Linked DNA regions of Sus scrofa: region 1 is linked to region 2. Evidence: chromatin contacts called from public HiChIP or PLAC-seq data. All regions are on one chromosome and are shown on one strand. Each heading gives the region's core, a stretch centred on a gene start, on an enhancer-like site or on the middle of the called end of the contact. The rest is flanking DNA. Distances are from core to core; before and after follow the strand shown.

What was found. HiChIP or PLAC-seq counts read pairs in DNA pulled down with a chosen protein or histone mark.
Region 1: an H3K27ac HiChIP or PLAC-seq map of skeletal muscle shows a contact between it and region 2, with 3 times the contacts expected there. The contact joins two enhancer-like sites. A contact is called at or near these places in 1 of 47 Hi-C or Micro-C datasets (skeletal muscle) and 1 of 2 datasets of contacts at active chromatin or transcription factors (skeletal muscle).

The regions. Positions count from the first base shown.
Region 1 is chr7:112,470,887-112,476,749 of Sscrofa11.1, forward strand. All of the region lies in intron 3 of TTC7B (tetratricopeptide repeat protein 7B), which reads right to left. Among named protein-coding and RNA genes, the nearest start is that of TTC7B, 45 kb to the right of the region's middle. Within about 2 kb of position 1,400, at least 28 of the 83 cell types and tissues checked have an H3K27ac peak or open chromatin away from gene starts, as enhancers often do. A contact at or near this core is called in skeletal muscle, where this site is marked.
Region 2 is chr7:112,309,362-112,315,383 of Sscrofa11.1, forward strand. The region is part of intron 18 of TTC7B (tetratricopeptide repeat protein 7B); the gene reads right to left. Among named protein-coding and RNA genes, the nearest start is that of CALM1, 150 kb to the left of the region's middle. Within about 2 kb of position 1,375, at least 1 of the 83 cell types and tissues checked has an H3K27ac peak or open chromatin away from gene starts, as enhancers often do. A contact at or near this core is called in skeletal muscle, where this site is marked.

The DNA.
Region 1 (5,863 bases), core at 150-2,649, 160 kb after region 2:
CGACAGACAAAGTATCACAGAAAGAACTAAGAAGAAGCACCTCAGTGGACCTTCACTGAGGGCCCCAAACTTTCTTTGGGCTCTTTGAGTCTCTGCTTGCTTCCCCCAAAAGAACCGACACAACCGACTTTAAATATGAATTTGGGTCAGAGGTAATAAGAGGGCTCTTACTCTTCTTACACCAACTAAATATAAACAGGAAGCTTTGACTAGCAACCTGAGATGAGTGGCTACATGCAACACAGCATCTCGCTTGCCACCGTCTGCAGAATCGTTAAATCTAGATGGGAGGAGGCCTGCGAGAGGGCTGCATCCACGATGAACAGTTCCCGGAGTCTTACACAGCAGATGCCCAGCAGGCCTCACAACTGCACTCCCGCATTTTCTGGGTTTTACACACGGGCAAAAGCATTCAGCAAGGACTCTCCCAGCCCCACTTCGGCCACCCCGTTCACTCCATTCAGAGTTTTCTCTCAAACTACTTTTTTTTTTTCACTGTCCCTAAAGAGATCTCAAGGCTTCAAAATATAAACAGCAGCTTCTGGAGTTCCCTCTTTTGGCTCAGGGGTAACGAACCCAACTAGTATCCATGAGAATGCAGGTTTGATCCCTGGCCTTGCTCAGTGGGTTAAGGATCCGGCATTGCCATGAGCTGTGGTGTAGGTCACAAACGCGGCTCAGATTCTGTGTTGCTGTGGCCGTGGTGTAAGCCGGCAGCTGCAGCTCCAATTCAACCCCTAGCCCAGGAACTTCCATATGCCACATGTGCACCCCTAAAAAGAAAAAATAAAGAATAATAAAAATTAAAAACAGCTTCTAAAGGGGAAAAAAAAAAGGATAGCCAATCTTCTCTTCTTACTCTGCAGATGAGGTCATTTAGGCTTAGAGAGAGAGGGTTCATAATTAGCCCAAGGTCACACAGAGACAGAGACAACCTGAACCCTGCTCCAGCGACCTCACTCCCAGGTCAAGTCCACAGTAGCTGGGACCCAGCCTGGAGAGTTTTTCTGCCAGGGAGGAAGAATCCTTCTGTTACTACATTGTACTTAGGCTCCAGGATACCCAGAAGGTCATGGTCATTAGCAAATACAAAATTCATAAAGATCAGGGTTGGGTTCTGTGCCTTAAAGACTCTAAGGAATACTCTAGGAATTACTAAGAAATACTCTAGGAAAACTCTCTTTGGGCTTCTATAGTCCTTATGACCAGGGATTTTTCAGTTCATGAAAAAAAAATGGAGATACATCCACTCCTGCTAATTCACACCTAGAATTCCTTTCCCTTTTCAAGTGATGCATGCCCTGACTGCTTAATGTGCTGAACGCACTGGGCTCCTGTGGGAGTCTCTGTAAACGCCGTGACCACACAGCACGATAACGGCGCCCATCAGGAGAGGTTCAGCTCCGGGCCGAGTGAGAACCGGCGAGGCGTGTGTGTAATTGCCTACACCAGGCACAGCTTTTGAGAAATGGCCCAGGAGTCCCTTAGGAGACTCAGTGATCCAAGGTTAATAAAGACGGTTGGCAAGTTCACACTTCTTCTGCGATCCCTGACCTCCAACGTAATCTCACAAAGACCCAAATTTCAGGGCCCAGGCCGCTCGGAAGGCTCTGCGCATACGCGAGCTTCCCAGCGAAGACGCGGCTCCCACGCCCCCTGGCGGCAAAGGCTGGCACTGCAAGAAAACGTCGGTTGGTCTCCGCTGCCTGCGAATCCCCTCCATCCCACGTTGGTGGGGCCCCAGACGCAGTGCGACCCGCTCAGGGCCTAATGTGAAATTCCCGGTTTCGAACGTGCCAAAGAACCCTACTGTTTAAATAAGAAGCCCGAGTGTTGTCTACTCTGTTAAGGGAGAAGGATGTTTTCAAGACCTCCTGCAACGTCCAACCAACTCTGGGAGCCACTCAATGCAACCCAAGGCACCTCACAGAGCCCCGGGGTAGACTTGGCCTCTGTGGTGCTGCGGGCGCTAGTCTCCGCACCTTGGAGTGCCTATGCAAATGATACAGCAGCCCTAATCTGCAAAGCAAGCACCTGAGAGCAAAGGAGAAAAAGAACTGGGGGCTGAAAACAGAGGGTCCACCCTTTACTCCTCCTCTTAACTGGGGGTGGTACCCATGTGGGGATGAAGGGCATTAAGAAGCAAGTGCTCAGTGGGTGTTCAGAAAGTTTTTTTAATGTTGCAATTATTAACAATTTACTATTATTATTCCAGAACCTGGCACATAGTAGGAGTTTAGGAAACCTGAGTTCCTCTCCCTTTCTTGTGAGGCTGTGCCTCATGGATCAAGGGACTGGGCAGGGAGGCCCAGCCAGGGGCCAGCACGGCTTCCTGCTCTTCTGCACCAGCCCCAGTGTGACTGGGGGAAAGCCGACAGAGCCAGCTCCCACACCCTCCCTCTCCCCAGAACAGTCTGTGCTCTGCTCCCGCCCCCAGAGAGCTCTGAGCTTTCCAAATATGGATGCTTTTTTCATTCCTGAAGCCTCAGGAACAGTTGGGGGAAGAAAATGAACACCAGACATGGTTTGGAGATGATGGAAGCCAAGGGATGGGTGATGGCAGCACGAGCACTGTGCTAGGAGTCAGGAGGCCTGGCTTTAAAATATTAGGTGATCGTTTATAATCTGGCCAGCTTGGTATGAGTCTAGGCCCCAAGGAGATCCTAGACCCAAACCCGAAGAGTGAAAAATACAGCGGCTAGCATGAAATGCAGGGGAGAAAAATTCATTAAGGAAGCCCAAGGAGGCCCTCACCTTCAAAGACAATGAGCCGTGGGAGACAGTTCTGAGCAAAACCACCTGAAAGACAGTCCACAAATTAGGATGATCCAGCCTGAAGGTGAGTGTGGGTAAAAGAGTTGGAGACAAGATTATTTTTTATAAAAAGCAGGCCCAAACCAGCATCTATTTTCATCTAAAAATGGAGAGCATTTCAGAATATACGAAAAACACTGCACTTTTGCTTAAGCAACCTGTGTTACTCAGGTTGAGTTTATCTTCAATAGTGTGGCCCTGGATGCCAGGGGCAAAGGTTTAAAGAACCATCCCAACACAAGTTCTCCTGTGTGGCCCGCATGGTCCCCAGTGCAAATGCCCAGGTCCACAGCCAGCAGCTTAGAGGTGGCACAGCCTCGGAGCCCACCCCAGAGCAGGTGTATGTTTGTTGCTTTAATGAATTAATTAATCCTACAACCTAAGAGAGGCAAGTGGCAGATGGGAAGTAATTAAACAAAAACAGAATGCCAAGCTGGATGGTACTAACTATAAATAGAGGTGGTGGGATCGGAGGAAGGAGAGGCTAAAGTGGGCAGTGGAGCCGGCGGGGTTGTCACTGAGGTGTCACCGAGGGTGGATTCCTCCCAGGGGGGAGGAGAGGCTCCACGCTGGAGGGAAACGACAAGCGACATGCGGAGGTGGGAACAGGCCTGGCAGGGGTGAGGCGGGTGGGCGGACAGCCGGCAGGCCGCCTGGAGCCGAGTGTGGGTGGGAGAGAGCAGGACTCGGGTCCAGCCTGGCCAGATCAGGACAGAGCCTCGGGAATGGGGAAAGAATGAACGGCCATGTCTAGACTTGTTACTGTCGGCAGAACTCTCAGGAAGCCGGGCTTCAGCAATCGGGGCAAAGGTAGCAGTGGCCGTCCGCTCCTGACTTACCTTCGTGAGCATTTTTCCCTGGGACATTAAACCTCAGGCTGCCTTCTGCCTTCATCACATTCTAACTTTGACCTACTTAAGAGGAGAAATCTGCCACAAATGTACCAAAGCTCATGGGTTTTAGGCCCTGTAAACCCCAGGGAAAAGCACCTGCATCCCTCCTCCCTTCCTGAGCCCAGAGCCCCCCTCTTACCTGCAGCCCCTGGTCCTATAGGTAGGGCTCCCCTCTTACCTAAAGGCACTAGGCCTACAGGTAGAGCTCCCCCTCTTACCTGCTGCCACTGGGCCTACAGGTAGACCTCCCCCTCTTACCTGCTGCCACTGGGCCTACAGGTAGACCTCCCCCTCTTACCTGCTGCCACTGGGCCTACAGGTAGACCTCCCCTTCTCACCTGCAGGCACTGGGCCTACAGGTAGAGTCCCCCTCTCACCTGCTGGGCCTCTTGCCTTCCTCACTCTCTGTGGTCCTCAGAGTGCAATTCAGTCCCTCCTGCCTTGCAACCCAATCTAACACACAGTCAGTTCTTGAATCCTGACCAACAAACCAATAGCCTAGAGACCCACGGCACGGGGAGCAGTAGCCCAGAATTAGAATGGTTCCCTGGACAGCACCCCCTTGTGGTCCAGAGGTATCACCAGGTTCGACTCCAACCCAGTGTCTCACCCCGACCCTCCAGAGAGGCTTGGCCCCCACTCCTGTAATCCTGACCTGGTTTAACCACAGCATCACTGCCCAGTCAGCTAAGCTAAAAACCTCACAGCAACCTTGACTCCTTCTCAACCACCTTCCCACACCAACTCCGCAACACACACACTGTCTCCCTGCAACCCTGGCTTTTGCAATATCAGGCTCCAGCTAGGACAAAGGAATCATTCTAGTTCTTTCAAATAAAGGAGATTTAATGCATGGAGATTGTCTACAGGTGAGAATGGTATGGCATCCCAGAATTCTGCCACAGCCGAAGGCCAGTGACATCCCCAGGGCTGGAAAGGACAGAGGGAGGAGGTGGAGTTACAAGAGAAGCCGGGGTTATCGGGTGGGAGACAGAACCCAGCAGAAGCTCCCCAATGGGAGCTGAAACCGCAGAGGGAGGGTTTGTCTGACTGCAGTTGGAACAAGAGAAGAAATACAGTTGCTGTCAAAGGTGCTGCCTGAGGCAGAAAGGGAGAAAATTCTCCTGGCTTCTCCCTCCTCTTGCCACTGTTTTCTGCTGGCTGAGTCCAAGCAGAAGCCAAATGACTTGGACACTTTGAAACAGCCTGCAAAAGTCAGGTCTCCTGAAATCAGGACCAAAGCCAGCTCACCTCCCCAACCAGTCTCCTTCCCCATCATCTTTAATTCCTTCTAATCTATTCTCCGCTCTGTGCCAGAACGATCCTTCTTGCTTATGAAATCAGTTGTCATTCCTCCTGCTTAAAACCTAGCAGTGGCTAGAAGTTTCCTAGCAGGAGAAAATGGGATGCATCCACCAGGCTGATCCTGTCAATCAGCTGCAAATAGACGGAGTGCTGCTTCCTTTGACTACGACATGTGCTGAGTTTATAACATGGGGTGAGCTGTGTCTCAAGGTATTATTGTAGAAGAAAATAGAGAGTATTCCTAAGCATCATCCACCCTGAAAATGATACACTAAAGACCATTCCTTTCTGACCAGGACTGTTTGCCACGATCAGAGGCTCAGGGCTCCAGTGAAAAGATGCCATGTAGAAGAAAGGCTATTAAAATCTATTAAAACCATAAAGGCTCTTAAAATCTAGTAAAGCCATAGAATATCAAGAGATTGAATTAGTGACCAAAAAACTTCCTACAGAGAAAAGCCCAGGCTCAGATGACTTACTGGTGAATTCTACCAAATGTTTAAAGAAGAATTTACACCAATCCTCCACAAACTCCTCCAAAAGGTAGAAGAGGGGGTAACACTTCCCAGCTCCCTCTGCAGCACCAGGAGGGTTTTGATACCAAAACCAGGCAGAGACATCCCAAGAAAGCCACACCAGTATGACTAGAGATGTAAAAAGCCTCAAGAAAATATCAGTGCACCGAACCCAGAAACATATAAGAAGGATTCTGTACCATGCCCAAGTGGGATATATTCAGGAATGTTAACCTCTTGAAAGCAATCCATATCATAAACCTTGTCAGAAGAATAAGGCACAAGGATTATGCAATTATTTCAGGAGAAAAAGCATTTGGCAACATCTAACACCCT
Region 2 (6,022 bases), core at 125-2,624:
TCTATCTATCAATCTATGTATCTATCTATCTATCTATCCATCCATCTATCTTTTTAGGGCCGCACTGCAGCATATGGAGGTTCCCAGGCTAGGGGTCAGATTGGAGCTGCAGCTGCTGGCTTATGCCACAGCCACAGCCACGCCAGATCCAAGTCACATCTGTGACCTACACCACAGCTCACGGCAACGCTGGATCCTTAACCCATGGAGTGAGGCCAAGGATGGAACCCGCATCCTCATGGATCCTAGTCGAGATCATTACCGCTGAGCCAGGACTGGAACTCCGAAGACCTTTCTTTTAATAGACAGTAGATGCTACCTGCTTAACCCTCTCTGAGCATTGTCCTGTGGGACTGTCACAACTGTCACTGTTTTGCAGAGAAGAAGACTAGGGCTCGAGGGAGTAGGTACCACTGCTAGACCATGTAGGACCAGGACCTCCACGGGTCCGAGTCCTCGATCATCGCACCGGGCAGGCTCCTTTGTAAACCCCCTTGGCCCTGGTTTCCTCCTGCCTTGCTGCCCACTTCCTTCCTGATCCTTTGGCTTTTCCTCTCCTCCCTAAATTTTAAATGTTGGGGGCTCAGGTTTGGGTCCTGGCCCTTTCTCTCCTCCGTCAATAGTCTCTTCCTAGGCCTTCTCATCACAGCCCTGGGCTTTAACTCCTACTCCCAACTTATGTTTCGAGCCGAAATCTCAAGTGTAGACTTGAATATCCAGCCACCGACCTGACACCTTCACTTGCATGTCCCCAGGCACCCGACACACTCAAATTAAAAAAAAAAAGGGCTCAAATAGGGTTCGAACAGGACTCTGGTTTCTCTTGCTCCCTGAGCCCTGCCCATCCATTTCCCCCGCCCCATGGCAGAACGTGGAATCATCAGTCACCCGCCGACTCCAGCCCCAACACAGGGCTCCTTTGCCTTCACCCCCACGTCTAATCTATCAGCAGGTCCCATCAGTTCTACCTGGAAAATGCATCTCAGGTTTCCCTTCTCTCCAGCCTCTTGATGCCACTTCAGACCAGCTGTTCCCCTTGGTCACGCAGACCCGTGGTCCTGACCCACCCTTTCCACTGTGCTGCCTCCCACTCCGCGCCCCACACTCAGCGGGTGGGATCTTAGAAACCTCCCTCTGGGCCTTTCACCCCCTGCTGGACATCCTTCCACAGCTTTTCAGTGTGTTTAGGAAGAGATCTTGACCTGGTCACCAGGGCTGGCTCTTCCCACCTCACCTTGGCCATGCAAGTCTTCCTATTTTGGCTTCAGGCCCTGTGGCCTCTAACGCTCAGAGCTCACGCGGTCTGCAGGCCTGCCCGCAGGCGTCCTGCACCTGCCAGTGCTCAGGTCTCGGCTGGCCTCGGCTGGGGAAGATCTCTATTCCCAGTGCTGGCAGAGCCCGCACTACCCCCCCAGCCAGGGCACTCGGCTCTTGGCGCGGGGGGAATCAAGTGCTTCTGCAATTGTTCCGTTTCTCATCTCAAACTCCATGAAGGCTGAGCCTGTGTCTGTCTTCTGACCAGGGCACTCCAGAGCCTCGCCCCGAAGGCAGCACAAACGCCGATGTGCACAGATTCTGTGCGCATGGGGCTCAGTGCCTGCCCTGGGCAGGGGCTGGGGTTCTGGGGCCACACTGACTGGGTTTGAATTCTCGCTTCTCCACTGATTAACCATGTAACCCCAGGTGACTTGAGAGCTATTGTCTTAGTCTCTTTGTTGGTAAAATGGGGGTGATGAAGAGTATTTCGGCCTTGGGTGCCTATTACAAGGATGAACCAAGTTAAAACAAAGAAAGTCCTTGGAATAACGTCTGACACATGCACAGTGCCTGGTAAACGTTAGCTTCCTGCACACTGTAGACAGGAATCCAAACCCCTGGGGCCGTAGAAGGGGCAGATCTGGCGGGACTGACCCATGGAGATTGGCACTGCGTCAGGGCGGGCCTGCCCCCTGGGTACTGCGTGTTCCCTCCCGCAGGCACTCCCTGTGCAGTGACCCTCACGCCACCTGTCCAGGAGCTGTCTTCATCTCGTCATGGTGGCCATGCTACAGGATTACGCTTCAACCCAGCTTCCCAGGGGCTGGGAGAAGCCTGGTGGCGGGGGGAGGTGAACTGGCCGGGTCGAGCCAGGGCCAAGGAATGCATGTGTGGATCACAGCTTTACATTCCCAGCAGAAATCAGAAAATCTGATCTTGCACATCTAAGAATAGCCGCTGGTTTCAACTGTGAGAGGTGCCAAAGTGAAAGCTATAATTATTAGTAAGTAACAAGCAGAAATTATCCACCTACTGCAAAGTCATTTTTAGCTGCCATCCCAAAGTGGAGATTGAAGGATGGGCACTAAGAAGCCACTTGGCCTGGGGAAGACTCTGGTTCCAGTCTGACTGACTGGGAAGTGTGACTCTGCAGTGGCCAGCGATAAGGTGCGCATGCTCAAGAAGGGGGTAGATGTTTCCTAGGGAGCTTGGTGTCAAGTGCAACAAACATAAGATGCTTGGCTTCAACTCTCCCGACCCCTGCCCCAATGAGATGGAAGAGGTGCTGGCTTCGGTCTAGTCCGATTTCCCTTCTGCCAAATGGAGTAAAACAACTCTTCCGACTTTCTTTATAAGACGGTGCTTATACAAATGGCACTGGGAGATACATGGAACTTTTAGGAAAAGAGACCACAAAAGTGTGTAGTTGCTGTCTAAATATCAGGGGATGCCCAGCTGCTATGAAGAGAGGACTGATAAATGTAAAAATAAAAATTGCTTGGCAAAAAAAAAAAAATAGAATAACAATAAATAACCACAACAACCCCCCACAACACAAACAAAATTAAAATGGGGGCAAATAGTTCTAGCACATATGACACAAGGCAAATTTCTTGACACGTGATAAATGCTTACAAATCAAAGAAAAGCCCAATATCTAAGCAGATACATGGGCAGAGGCCATGAGCAGAGACCTGAAATACCGTTTCTACCTATCAGATTGGTGAAGATCTAGAAGTTGATGATTCACTGCGTTATAAAGGATGTGAGAAATCGGGAATTCACATCTCGTTGACCAGAATGCAAAGTGGCACGATTCGGTGGAAGGCAATGTGACATTTCTTAAAATGAAAGTGTCTCCACTCTTTGGTCCATCACTTCCAGTTTTAGGAGTCTACTTACAGATGCAGAACCATCTATAGAGGCTACTTATTGACTCATTGTTTGTAACAGCAAAACACTAGAAATAACCTAATGTTACTCAATGGGCTACTGGTTGAATTATGGTAAATTCACACAATGGCTTTACCCTCAGATGTGCCGACACGTCCAGGGGGAAACAGTGGTCACTCGTGGGGAGTGCGACTGATGCCCAGGGAGAGCAGAAAGCCTCTCCACATCTTGTGTGCCTTTTCAGTTGTGTACCACCTGCACATATTATTCACTCAAAAATACTTTAAATAGGAGTTCCCTTCGTGGCTCAGCAGAAAACGAACCCGACTAGGATCCATGAGGATGCAGGTTCAATCCCTGGCCTTGCTCAGTGGGTTAAGGATCCGGCGTTGCCATGAGCTGTGGTGTAGGTCACAGATGTGGCTCAGATCTGGCGTGGCTGTGGCTGTGGGGTAGGCCAGCAGCTGTAACTCTGATTCAACCCCTAGCCTGGGAGCTGAAGGTGCGGCCCTAACATAGCAAAAAAAAAAAAAAAAAAAAAAATTTTTTTAATAAAATTGTCACAGAGATCTAAACAAACCAAGCAACAAAGCACACACAACCTGCTTGGCCACCAGGTGTCCTGAGAGGACCCTGAAGACCGGGGTCAGAAGTGTCCGGGAAGGAGAAGGAGGACAGAGGGCAGGGGCCTCAGGGGGCAGATCCCAGTGCACAGGCACTGAGTGGTTGGCATCGCTGGCCTTGCTGGGTCTGTCTCCTGCGGGGCCTGTGGCTGTTCCCTCATGGAGCACCTGGAGGCTCATGTGTCCTAGTCATGATCTCTTTGCCATTCGGATGGACACACAAGTGGCCCAGGGACCTACTCCTATATCAGGCTGGAAATCTGAGGTCGTCTCAGAGTGACCTTACCTGCCAGCCTCAGATCTGGAGCCACCATCGGCCCCTGTCTCAAGCTCCCGCTACACTCAGCTCACCAGCAAAAACAACCAAGAGAGAAGATACCCATGCGTGCCAGAGAAGCACCTTGGCCTTGGATATTAGGCCTTGACCTCAATAGTTTCTTCTAAAGCTTGCAACATTTACAGACCCTGGCAGCACTGCTAGAGCTGATCATGGGCGCAGATGTTACCTGGTTTCCATAAAGTGTCAAAAATGGAGGTCACTTTTATTTTGCCTCCCAGAGCCATAGAGTTCAAACCACATATGGTAAAATCTTACAGTTCAGTGGAAGCTCGCTTTATGAATTCCTTCTGAAATTACCTCTTCAAAGACCATATTGAAAAATGATACAATTCCAATCTCGACTCAAAGTCAGCGCTTTGAAAGAGTCCCTATGGTGCCCATGCTATAAAGATGCTAATTTACTCCACTCGCTCATGGTACGTAACCATGATGCATACGCTGCCCGGAATTTATAAGGCAGGTATGGCATTTGCCTTCCAGAATTCAATTCCTCCACCTTGTGGAATGTTAAAAGCCATACCCATGAACAGCAAAGAGCTTTGTTGTGTCCTACAGGCTATGGCGATGAGAAGTGGATGCGGCCTGGTGAGTAAAACTTCAAGGGTAACTCCAAATGTGATCTCAGGTGCCAAGTTGTTCAAAGCTCCAAGGACGCAGCTACAGTATTTCATCCCGAGAGTCATGGCGGGCCACGCCACGAGGACCAAAGTCTGGAGACGTGAGGAAGGGGCAGCAAGCTGCTGGGCAGAGCTGCCCTGGGACGCAGCACCCCTCACGCACGAACCTGACTTTTCCAAGAAACAAGCACGAGAAGCAATGCCGGTGAGGTCAAGGGAGCTGGTTCCAGCCTGGAAGGATCACTGTCAGCCCTTCTGGCTTTTTATTTTTAATTTTAATTTTTATTGGCCCCATCTGAGGCATGCAAATGTTCCTGGGCCAGGGCTGGAACCTGTGCCACAGCAGTGACAATGCCGGAACCTTCACCTGCTAGGCCACCCTTCGGGTTCTTTAGACATTGGGCTTTCAAAAATTTGGCTCTGTGTCCAGTTGGAAGGACAACTCTGGCCCCCGGACTAGCACTGCAGGTTCAGACAGTCTCACTTCCTCCGGACACTAAAGTGTCACTGCTCATGAGGCAACTAAACAGGACAGCGGCCGGGTCGTAGACAGGAGACCAGACTTTTCTGCAGGACAGCCGCAGAGGAAGGCACTCCCGCTGCTCCCGTGCCCTTAGAGCCAGCCTGTCTAGGAGCCAGTGAAGGCCCAGGGCTGCCCAGAAGAGCAACCTGCACATTCATGAATCACCCCTCTTTTGTCCTTTGGCTTAGAAGAATATAATTTGTTAATTTACGGTGGTTGTTATGGCTCAATTAAAGATGCCAACACAGAAGAGGCTGGCTGCGCTTGGCTCGGTGACAGGCCAAAGCCAGGTAAATCCAATCATGTCTTCTCACACAAAAGTCCCGCCCACCACTGACCGAAGGTTCCAAACGAGGCTCAACATCATACAATTAGCCTAGGTAAAGAAGGAGTAAACAGATGGACGGTGGTGGATCATAAGCATGTTCCCCAGCCAAATTTAGGCTTTTATGGTGCACTCTGAGCATCAAACCTGGGATGGTCTTGCAGAGCAAGTGATAAAACAGAAGCAGAAGTTATCTTTCATAGGGAACGATAGATACATAAGCAAACCAGCCATCACTCGCTCTGTACAGTGGATCCCCATGGCTAAAAAGCCCACGTGCTGCATTTATTTTGGAGATTTCCAGCTATGCAGAAGCGGCCAGGGGAAGCTGGAGGAGGGCAGTCGTACCTTCTTCTGGGCTAGTTTCCAGTTCCACAGCTGCCGCTCCCTCTCCGTAGAGGACCAGGAGTGCCCTCTGAGAGGGGAGCCGGGACATCTGTGTCA